Linked DNA regions of Mus musculus: region 1 is linked to region 2. Evidence: chromatin contacts called from public ChIA-PET data. All regions are on one chromosome and are shown on one strand. Each heading gives the region's core, a stretch centred on a gene start, on an enhancer-like site or on the middle of the called end of the contact. The rest is flanking DNA. Distances are from core to core; before and after follow the strand shown.

Region 1 (5,771 bases), core at 721-3,220, 40 kb after region 2:
AAGATTTATTTATTATTATAAATAAGTACACTGTAGCTGTGTTTAGACTCACCAGAAGAGGGCATCAGATCTCATTACGGGTGGTTGTGAGCCAACATGTGGTTGCTGGGAATTGAACTCAGGATCTTTGGAAGAGCTCTTACCTGCTGAGCCATTAGCAAAAAATTAAGGTCTTGGGACATACTCTCCCATTATTGTAAAGGGCAGATTTCTAAAATCACTTTTTACAGATCAGAAGTTGGGGCTGGGGGTGCAGCTCAGTGGTCAAGTGTTCGCCTGTTGTGAATAACCCACCTGGAGTTTGATCTCTAGCAATATATACACATAGTGATTTTTGAATGACACTTTCAAAGAAATGAGTGTACTCTAATGTTATCATACCTTGTGATGTGAAATAAGAACTAATTGTGGCCTTATTTTTCTCTAAGCATGTATTTAAGGAGGACTGGAAATCCTACCTATTGGTAAAAGTAATCAAATATTAGAAAACACAGCTTAGCTTGATTCTGATTTTCTAGTGTTTACAAGGCACTGTGTATGTAGCAGTGACCTGTGCCAGCATTGTTGGTTATATGTCGTATTGGTTTCCTTTCTCATTCCTATGACCAAATTCCTGCCCCAAAGTATTCCACACAGGGGGCCAGCATGGCAATGGGAGTGACTTGTTTTGTGGCATCAACTAGGAAGCTGAGAAAGGAACATCAGTTCTCAGATGGCTTCTTCTCTTTTTATTCAGTCCATGGTGTGGTGTCACTCACATCTGGCTCACAGCTGCACCCAAAGGTATGCTTCACTAGGGCCTTCGGTATTTATTAATGTGATCGGGGTGGCCATTGAAATTCAAGACCCTGTTTATTACTTGTTATCTGTAGTGTACTAGAAATGCACAGAATGGGGAATGGATGTTTAGATGTCAGGAATCTAGCAATGTCTCAATCTTGTTAACATACCAAAGGAAAAGTTTACATGGTGATTCATAGATGTATATATAGAAGTATAGAAATTATGAAATGTTTCTAGTTTAATTTGTGAAAAATTAAAGCATTTGAAAGATTTTGCCAGACTGGTAAAATTAATTTCTTCTGAACTATTTTATTTGCTGCTGTGTTGTGGATGCTTGCTTTGTTTGTCATGTGATCTGGAGTTTTGGACTGTGAGTTCTGTTTGTGATGAAGGTTTAAAAGGCCTGTTCCTTTCATCCCCTTCCCTCCTGCTTCCTCTTCTTTGCTTTCCTCTTTTCTGGGTTTTCTCTCATTCTCCCTCTGTCCCCTGCCTCTTCCCATAAGCCCCCAAGACAGTCAACAAGACAATACTCAGTTCTCCTCACTAGCAATTTCCTAGTGGCTCCCAGTTGGCATTGTGCATTCTGGATCCGTGTCTGGATCTTATGATCATGGTGTAGACATGTACAGCAGGCCAATCATCGACTCTGCTTCTGATTTTGACTCCAAAAGCTATAGTAGCTGAAGCAAAGAACAGGCAACTCCACCCTAGCCTGTTGTTAACCAGTGGGCGTCTCGTCCCAGACTCCTGGGTGACCTGGCCCTTGCATTTGGTGTTTCTCATTTACCAAGAAGCTGCTCATAGTTGGTCAGCAGTGCATGTCCTTGTGTGGTTTTCCACTGTGTGGCATCGTGTGGTTTTCTCGTTGTGACTTCATGAGGTGATTGCTGTTCATGTTTTCTCAGCTGTCGTCCTGTTCTCTGTGGATAGTCTTCACTGCTGTGCACTTGAAACAGGAGCTTTGGGGTGTGGGCTCCTGTGCAGTCCTCTTTCCTGCTGCATTGCCATGTCTGTGAAGACCAGAGAAGAATATCAATCACACCATTGAGTTCTTGCTTAATTTCAAAGGTCAATTTGTACAGCTATGAACTTGGAAATAAACTTGTAATGTGATCACTTATGAGCTTGTGGAGGGCTAATCAGTGTGCCAGTGGCACTGAGCCTGTCTAGGTATTGCTTTGCTCCATTGGACTTCAGACTCCTCGATCTCCAGTCTCGATCTCAGCTGCCTTTCTCTGTCTGTGCTGCTTCTGTGTGGCCATCATGGTGGCTGCCTGGTTGGAGCAGCAAAGGGAGAAGTGTACTTCTTACCTGAACATAGTCATCTTGGAGTTGCGTCTGATGCTTTCTCTTGAGTTGGAGCCCATGTTAAAGCCTTCTGGAGGACATGGGGGCTGGCGTGCATGTCTGCCAGAGAGCATATGGGCATTCTAAAAGCAAGAGCCTCATGTTTCTAGAAGGAAAGTGTAAAGTTTGGGTAAAGTTGCATATAAACAGTATCGTGAAGTGGCTTATTCTGTTGACAACTGTGCATTGAGTTGATTCTGTGAGTCAATCATAGAATAATTCTCAGTCTATGCTGTATTCCCCAAATGGATATTAGATATTGAGTAAAGGAGCCTTTATAATTAAATCTAGGCAAGTATCTTTCATGAGCTATTCTAATTAAGTGTTATAGATCCCGAGGCTGTACTGATGTGGCTCAGCTGGAACGTTTTCTGAGTGGTGAGGAGATTTGGTTTCAAAACGGCACAAAACACTTTGTAAGGCTCCTGACATCTCATAGCTGTATTAAAACATTTTGATTTTACAGTTCTGCAAAAGTGTTATATCTTTGTAGAGACCCTCATTCAAGTTTGGAATGTGGATATTTTCCCAGACTAGCTGTGTATAGTACAGTTTTTTTTGTTTGTTTGTTTTTGTTTTGATGCTGGATAGTAGCAGAAGCTGAAGCTCTGATCAGCCCTGAAATCAGGAGGGAAACAACCATAGTTTACAGAGAATTTAAAGTAGGATGTTCTGTAGGTTAGGTTGCTAGGGTTTGGCTTGGAAATGTTCCTCAGGTGACATGCTGAGAAGGGCTTAGTCCCTGGCCTGCAACTGTTCTAAGGCAGTAGAGGCTTCAGGAGGTGGACCTGTCCTTAAGGGATCATGGCCTTCTTTTCTTTGCTCCTTTCTTTTCTTTTCTTTTCTTTTCTTTTTTTTTAAATTATATATATATTTTTATTACGTATTTTCCTCAATTACATTTCCAATGCTATCCCAAAAGTCCCCCATACCCTCCCCCCCTCCCCCGCTCCCCTACCCACCCATTCCCACGTTTTGGCCCTAGCGTTCCCCTGTACTGGGGCATATAAAGTTTGCGTGTCCAATGGGCCTCTCTTTCCAGTGATGGCTGAGTAGGCCATCTTTTGATACATATGCAGCTAGAGTCAAGAGCTCCGGGGTACTGGTTAGTTCATAATGTTGTTGTACCTACAGGGTTGCAGATCTCTTTAGCTCCTTGGTTACTTTCTCTAGCTCCTCCATTGGGGGCCCTGTGATCCATCCAATAGCTGACTGTGCCTTTGCTCCTTTCTGAACTGGCCAGGAGGAAACAGTAACTCTCACTTATACTCACTGCTATGTACCCAACACAGGCCTGTTGATCGTAGTCTGTGCCTCCCAAACGGTGAGCCTCAGTCAACCTTTCCTCTTAGAAGTGGGTTCATCTCAGGTATCATTTACAGTAACGGAAAGCTGACAGGTGGAGTTAGGATATTTTCTTTTCTGTTTCTGTTTTTGAGACATGGTTGCATTTATCTCAGATTGGCCTTTAAATCACTATGTGGCACTATGTGGACCTTAAACTTCTGCCTGCCTCTACCTTTCAAGTGAGATTAAAGGCATATACCACTATGCCCAGGTATGCCGTGCTGGGGATCTAACACGTTTTGTGCGGGTACTCTATAAACTGAGCTACATCTTTAGTCCTTTAAATGTGGATGTGTGTGCCATGGTATGGATGGAGGCCACGACACAGCTTTGGGGTGTCAGTTCTCTCTGTCTACCTTGTGGGTCCTGTGGATTGAATATGCCTTTACATATGGAACTATGTCACTGGCTCTTTAATACACTTTCAGCTAATGGTATTATCCAATTACAATGGGTTTACTAGTAGGTAACTCATTATAAATGGAGGATCACTTGTAGTTTGTGCTCTTAATAAGTTGTACTTTCACATATCAAAATTATACATTAAATAATTTGTTTTTTGAGAATTTTGTATTGCTATCTTTTTTCATTAAGTATGAAAAATTGTGGCTTATGATTAAGGGTCCCTCTTCCTCCCCCTTTTTTTTGTGTGTGCATCAGGGCAAGATTCTTATTTGGCATGTAATTTACATAATATTAAATATATTCACATGAGAATATACCATTTGAAGTTCTCTTTTTAAGAATATCTGGTCCTATCCAGAGACTGCCCTACCTGGGGATCCATCCCATAAACAACCACCAAACCCAGACACTATTGCATATGCCAGCAAGATTTTGCTGACAGGACCCTGATATAGCTGTCTCTTGTGAGGCTGTGCCAGTGCCTGGCAAATACAGAAGTGGATGCTCACAGTTATCTATTGGATGGAACACAGGGCCCCTAATGAAGGAGCTAGAGAAAGTATCCCAATTGCTGAAGGGGTCTGCAGCCCTATAGGAGGAACAACAATATGAACTAACCAGTACCCCCAGAGCTTGTGTCTCTCTCTGCATATGTATCAGAAGATGGCCTAGTTGGCCACGAGTGGGAGGAGAGGCCCTTGGTCTTGCAAACTTTATATGCCCCAGTACAGGGGAATGCCAGGGCCAGGAAGTGGGAGTGGGTGAGTTGGGGGACAGGGGGAGGGGGGAGGGTATAGGGGATTTTTGGAGAGGAAACTAGGAAATTTGAAATGTAAATGAAGAAAACATCTACTACTACTACTACTACTACTACTACTACTACTAAAGAATATCTGGTCCTTTTGGTGAGTGTTATAGAAACAACACAAAGGGAATTGATTGTAGTTCTTATTTATTATTTATTTGTTATTTATTTATTTAATTTATTTGAGATAAATAAATATGTAGCTCTAGCTAGCCTGGAACTCACTGTGTAGACCAGGCTGGCCTTTAATTGATGGAGATCTGTCTGCCTTTGCCTCCTGAAAGCTATATTCTGGCAAAGAATCTGGCTATATTCTGTTCATGTCCTGAAAATTTGAGTTGAATTTAGAAGTATAAGTGAGTTCATTAAAAAGTAGTAAACTTCTGGAAGTGGTGGCTTACCCTTTAATCCCAGCACTCAGGAGACAGAGGGAGTTCAAGGTCATCCTGCTCTACACAGTGAGTTCCAGTTCTCTGTTACACAGAGAAACCCTGACTTTAAACACACACACACACACACACACACACACACACACACACACACACACACACACACTAATGAACTAAGGGGTAGAAAGATGGCTCATGATTAAGAGTATTTGTTACACTCGCAAGAAGACCTGGGTTTAGTTCCCAGCACCCACGTGGCTCTCACAGCAATCCTTCACTCATATTCCAGGGTGTCTGGCGCCCTCTTCTGGCTGTGAGTGTACCAAGCACACTGGTAGTGCCAGATACCAGCTAAGTCCTTAGGAAAAACATATTGACCTAAGTTGTTTGTCAGGGAAGATGACAGAAGCAGACTGTGGGGTGGTTATTGCTCCACACTGTGCTAGTCAGCTCACCAACACCGTGACATAATATCTGAGTGTCATCCCCAGGACCACAAAATAACAGGTGCTGAGGTACAGAACTGCAATCCCAGAACTCAGAAACTAGGGCCAGGAGGATCAGAAATTCAAGGTCATCTTTACCAGCATTATGGGTTTGAGGCCAGCCTGGGATACATGAGACCTTGTCTCAGAAAGGGAGCAACAAAAAACAAAAAAACCCCACTAATATAAAAAATTTTAAATTGAAGATAT
Region 2 (5,435 bases), core at 2,274-4,773:
TTTTTAACCTTTTAGGTGATAAATTATTATTAAATTTAAATTTATTCTATGTAATATATAAATCTTAAAATTTTTAAATAAATATGGTGTAGCTTTTATTGTATTATATCTTTTATGTTTTTGTTTGTTTGTTTGTTTGTTTTTCGAGATAGGGTTTCTCTGTATAGCCCTGGCTGTCCTGGAACTCACTTTGTAGATCAGGCTGGCCTCGAACTCACAAATCTGCCTGCCTCTGCCTCCTGAGTGCTGGGATTAAAGGCGTGCGCCACCACGCCCGGCATATTTTATATATATTTATTATGATTTATTAAACATTTACATTATTTTATGTTAATATAATATAGTTTATATGTCCATGTATTATACATGTAATATAAATATAAGTTATACATAATATATTATACAAATTATTTTTATTAAATGTTAGAAAATACACCATAATTTATTTAATATGTATAAGCATAAAACATTAAAATGTATAAAAATATAAGATTATTATAGTATATGATATAATATAATAGCATCATTTTCCCTTCTCTTTCTCCCTTTAATCCCTCCCATATCCCCTTCCCTCACTCCATCTCAACTTTGTTTTTTTCTTTAATTTGTATGTGTGTATGTGTGTGTCCACATACATAAATATATAAATACAATCTGCTCAGTCCATTTAGTATTACTTGTATGTATATGGTTTTAGGGCTGTCCAGTTGGTAGTGTGTAATTTAATAGGATGCTCATCTCTAGAGAAAAATGTTTCTCCTACTCCCAGCATTCCTTAATTTCCTATAATTCTTTGTCTTTTTATGTTAGCATGTCTATTGGCATTCGTCTTGTTCAGGTCTTTTTTTAGGCAGCCATATTGTTGAGGTATGATGAGCTAAGCCTTTCTGTTATTTCTAGGAGATACAATCTCAAAGAAAATTTTCTGGTCCTCTCCTGCTTTTAGTGTCTTTCTGGCTCCTCTTTTTTGATGCTCCTTGGGCTGTATGTACAAGAGTTATACTATAGATATATCAACTGGGGATGGAAACGGTGTTAAGATGAATTCCTATTATTAGTTATTATTATTGAGTTTATCATCCTTACATGGAAGTGAGGATTCTCCCATTCCTGTCTCCAAAGAATTGGGATTACATGTGTGCTCAACCATGCCCAGCTAAATTGGTAATTTTTTAAAATTGAAAATAGATTCTTCTCTCATAGAAGACATTCTGATTACAGTTTCCCCTCTGTCCAGTCTTCCTAGCTCCGTTGACGTCTCCTTTTCCCCAGATACATTCCCTCTCTTTTTTCCCTTCAGAAAAGAGCAGGCCTTCAAGAGACAACACTGGGGCTGGAATAGTGGTTCCGTGGTTAAAAGCACTGGCTGTTCTGCCAGAGAACCCAGGTTCAATTCCTAGTACCCACATGCTAACAACTATCAGTAACCCCAGTTCCAGAGGATCTGACACCCTCTTCTGGCCTCCATGGGCCTCTATATACACATCATAGATAACACATGTAGGCAAAATATTCATATACCTAAAATAAAAATAAGTAAGTTCTTAAAAAAGTAAAAGCCACATTTGAAGCCATGCATATAGAGGGCTTTAGCATAGTGGGTTACACAGCTGTGGACTCGAGCAGCTTAGATCTGTCCCTGTTCTGCTGGCTGGGTCTTCACTTTCATCAATCAATCTTATCTGCTGTAGAGCCTAAGGCAAGTGTTAGCTTACAGAGTCTAAGGTTTGAACCATTCAGAGCTCCCTCTGGAGTATTCGCTACATAGTATTTTATCTATTCCCATTATCTGAAGCAAAAATTAGACTTTGTAGCCGTTTAGTCTTTTGGGACACAAAGAGTTAAGTTTATCCTTAGAAGTAGCTTTCCGAACAATAGTGGTTACAATGTTGCTTGTTCTCGTAGATTATAATTAAACGGACTAGCTAGTTATATCAGTCTTAAGGACAGTGGTAATTAAAAATTTCCCCTTTGCTTCCATGAAAATAATTGTGGACAGAATTGTGAGGGTGGGGTTGGAGCTTTCAACCATATCTGAGAACTTTGAAAATTGCCATAATCGGATTAATATTCTTATCTAGTAAGTTATTACCAGAATGAGAGAGTCTCTTTGACATAAAGCTCCAAGAATCTCCTATGGTTGCTCTTCAGGGACAAAGTTGAGAGCAAGACAGGCATTTCATGGGCTGCTTACAGGGATCTTATCAGTGTTGGAGAAATGGCTCAACAGTTAAAAACACTGATTCCGGGGCTGGCGAGATGGCTCAGTGTGTAAGAGTACCCGACTGCTTTTCCAAAGGTCCAGTGTTCAAGTCCCAGCAACCACATGGTGGCTCACAACCATCCGTAACAAGATCTGACGCCCTCCTCTGGTGTGTCTGAAGACAGCTACAGTGTACTTACATATAATAAATAAATAAATCTTAAAAACAAAACAAAACAAAACAAAACAAAAAAAAAACCAAACCACTGATTCCCAGTACCTACGTGGTGGCTCACAACTGATGTAACTCCAGTTCTAAGAATCTGATGCCCTTTGACCTCTGCAGGCACCAGGCACACATATGGTACACATATAGTCATGCAGGCACTTATACACAAAAGTATACATAAATAAAAATTACAATTGGATATTATAATTTTTCTTCAATGTATTTACTTGTACTTCTCAGATGGAAAAATTATTTGTGTGTATATGTATGTGTGTACATGTGTGTGTACATGACATGCATATGGAGGTCAGAGAATAACTTGTGGAACTTAGTGCTTTCCTCTGATTTAGGTCCTAGAAATCAGACTTAGGTCCTCAGGCTCCGTGATTAAGTCCCTTTATAGAGCCAAGTAGTTTCTATTACAGGCCCCTTTCACTGAAGGAATCTTTGCAGTAAAAACAGGACTTTAAAACTACAAACTAAATACAAAGATGGTGATGAAAGTAGCAAGAGGGAAAGAGAAGGGAAACTGGGTTTCCTGACTAGGAAAATGCCTCTGGCGCTGGTGAAACAGGTAATTTTTGCTACTTATGTTCCTACTTTGGTAAGAACTTTCAGTTTCTCAGCCAATCGCAAATGTTGCGAATTGTCTTTTTGGCTAGACCTCTACATGTTGCAGCCTGGCTTCCTGACTGTTTTAAGTTAATTCTGTAGGACAGGCGAAGTAAGTGAGCACCAGTCCTGATACAGAGATGGTTATTGGTGAGATCTACTTTAAAATATCCACCGAGAAATTAAAAGGAGCATGGATGCACCCGATTGGCCAACGTTGGTTCTTTGGAAGCCAAAAGCAGGCTCCAGTCAGCTTTTTCAGCAGTAGGGGAGTTGGACTGGCTGCTGGAGCGCCTTGGTCGGCTCCCTCCGGGTCCTAGTGCGGTTCTCATCCCATATGCGTAAGCCCTAGGCGACCGGCTCTGCGCCGCAGTCGGACCAGCTCCCTCCCAAGCCTACTCGCCAGGGGGCGGAGCTTAGAGCTCAAGGCTCCTGATTGGCCGTCCCGCGGGCACTCCCCTTCCCCGCCCCTTGACGAGGGTGAGAGGTCAGCAGCCGGCAAGTCTGCGGGGTGGACGATGGCGGGGCAGTGGGTCAGGACCGTGGCGCTGTTGGCGGCCAGGCGGCATTGGCGGCGGTCCTCGCAGCAGCAATTGCTGGGGACGCTGAAGGTGAGCAGAACCGGGCTCGCGTGGGCCTGCTTGCTCCGGGTTCCCAGGCGACACCCGCGGTTCATCCCGGCTGCCCCAGGCCCGGGCCCTGACCAGGCTGCACTCACACTCTGTCCTGCCACTGGGCATCTCTTGAACGCGCATATCCGAGGGACAGGCTTAAGTGGTCCGAGCTTTACCTGCACTCCTTCGGGATGGCCTTCGGGCTTGCATCCCAGAGTCTCGCGGTGCTGGTTTCTCCTGCAGCTTTCTAGAGAGCCCTTGTTAAGAGTCCACATGTTCTTTTGCTGTCTTTGCAACGACTTTGAAGGGGCATCATGAATTGCTGTTTGAATAGTTAAGGCTGTGAGTTTGAAAATACTGTGCTAAGTCAAGATTGTTAACAGAGCACACGTGTGACTTGAAATCCTGCTTAAACTGTATGACACCATTGTAACGCGTGAGAAATGCACCGTCTGAATTTATTTTTCTTCCTAAGAACTGCTTAGCCTGATTAGAAACTGTGGTTCACCCTGGATGTCATGGTGACATTTTGACTCACAGATTGGGAATTCGTGTTAACCTCCTTTCTCCTTCCATATGGGATATATTGAATGCCTTGCCAGCATTGACTTCCCCAACTTTTAAAGTACACTTACTAATTCACTTGAGCAGATTTCTTAAAAATGAATGACCCCTGAAAACCCCTTGAAAGCTGGTTGAGTGTGCCTGCTAATCTTCCCTGCCGTGCAATCATGTGTAGTGCTGTGTGCACCTGTAATCACAGCATTGGAAAGGCTGAGGATTGTGAGTTTAAGGCCAGGCTCAAATCCTTCCCTATCTCTCAGTAGAAAAAGTTAAAAATTTATTTTCTACAGCGTTTGGTTTATGGTCATTGAAATTTGAGTTGATATGATCTGCCTCTTTTAAAAAATTTTTTTTTATTTTTTATTTATTTATTTTTTTGAGAAACATGTTTCTCTGTGTAGCCCTGGCTATTCTGGAACACTCTGTGTAGAGCAGTCTGGTCTCAAAGCCACAGAGATCTCCCTGCCTCTTGACTCCTGAGTGTAGAGTGTACTGCTGTGCTCAGCCTTTTACTCTTTTTAAGGAAATGCAAACAGGCCCACTTAGGCAGTGTGAGCTGGAAGGTTCTCCCTTGTGTCAGCCTTGAAAAGTTGGCTCTCATTGTTCTTTGTAATGCCACACGGATTTTGTTCCTTAACTTTTATCATCCTGTAATCACTTAATCTTCATTTGCTCTTGCTAAGACTTTTACACATTTTCTTATGAAATTACCTGCAGTGAGAAGGTAAGGTCTTTGGAGTCACATTTTCTATATTTCTTCTTCTGTGGGGTTTGTTTTCTTGAGACAGGACCTCACTTAGCCTAGCTTGGTCTCAAATTTGCTGTGTACTGGAGGAAGATTTTGGTCTCCTGGCCCCACCCCAGGGCTGAGGACTGAGCCTGAGGCCTTGTACTTGTTATACAAGTACTCTGCCTTGGAGCTAAATCCTCAACCCCTGCTCTACTTTCCAAATGCTGGCATTATAGGTATTCACCACCACACCAGGGTTGGATATTATATATTGGATATGTGCTTTTTTTAGATAGTTTCTTACAAACAAATCTTGACTGAATTCCTCCTGTGTAGGGGGTGAGTACAGTTTCAAGTGTTTATGAAATTTCATCTAGTAGTTAAGCAATAACTTTAAAAGGCTGTTGAGAAGTTTTGGTGGTGAAATAAAATAAAATAGACTGAGTTGACCAAGTCCATATTTTGACCTTATGCCCTAGGCAA

What was found. ChIA-PET counts read pairs in DNA pulled down with a chosen protein or histone mark.
Region 1: a contact with region 2 is called in an REV-ERBa ChIA-PET map of liver, with 3 times the contacts expected there. The contact joins the enhancer-like site here to the promoter of Pcca in region 2. A contact is called at or near these places in 4 of 484 Hi-C or Micro-C datasets (liver and palatal mesenchyme), 5 of 115 datasets of contacts at active chromatin or transcription factors (CD8 T cells, the SCID.adh cell line, cardiomyocytes and 2 more) and 2 of 9 other capture datasets (adipose tissue and liver).

What each region holds. Positions count from the first base shown.
Region 1 is chr14:122,572,636-122,578,406 of GRCm38.p6, forward strand. All of the region lies in intron 4 of Pcca (propionyl-Coenzyme A carboxylase, alpha polypeptide), which reads left to right. Among named protein-coding and RNA genes, the nearest start is that of Pcca, 41 kb to the left of the region's middle. Within about 2 kb of position 1,971, at least 19 of the 459 cell types and tissues checked have an H3K27ac peak or open chromatin away from gene starts, as enhancers often do. A contact at or near this core is called in liver, where this site is marked.
Region 2 is chr14:122,530,805-122,536,239 of GRCm38.p6, forward strand. Pcca (propionyl-Coenzyme A carboxylase, alpha polypeptide) reads left to right here and starts at 3,524. Exons shown (of 24, transcript NM_144844.2): 1 at 3,524-3,655. The coding sequence starts at 3,563.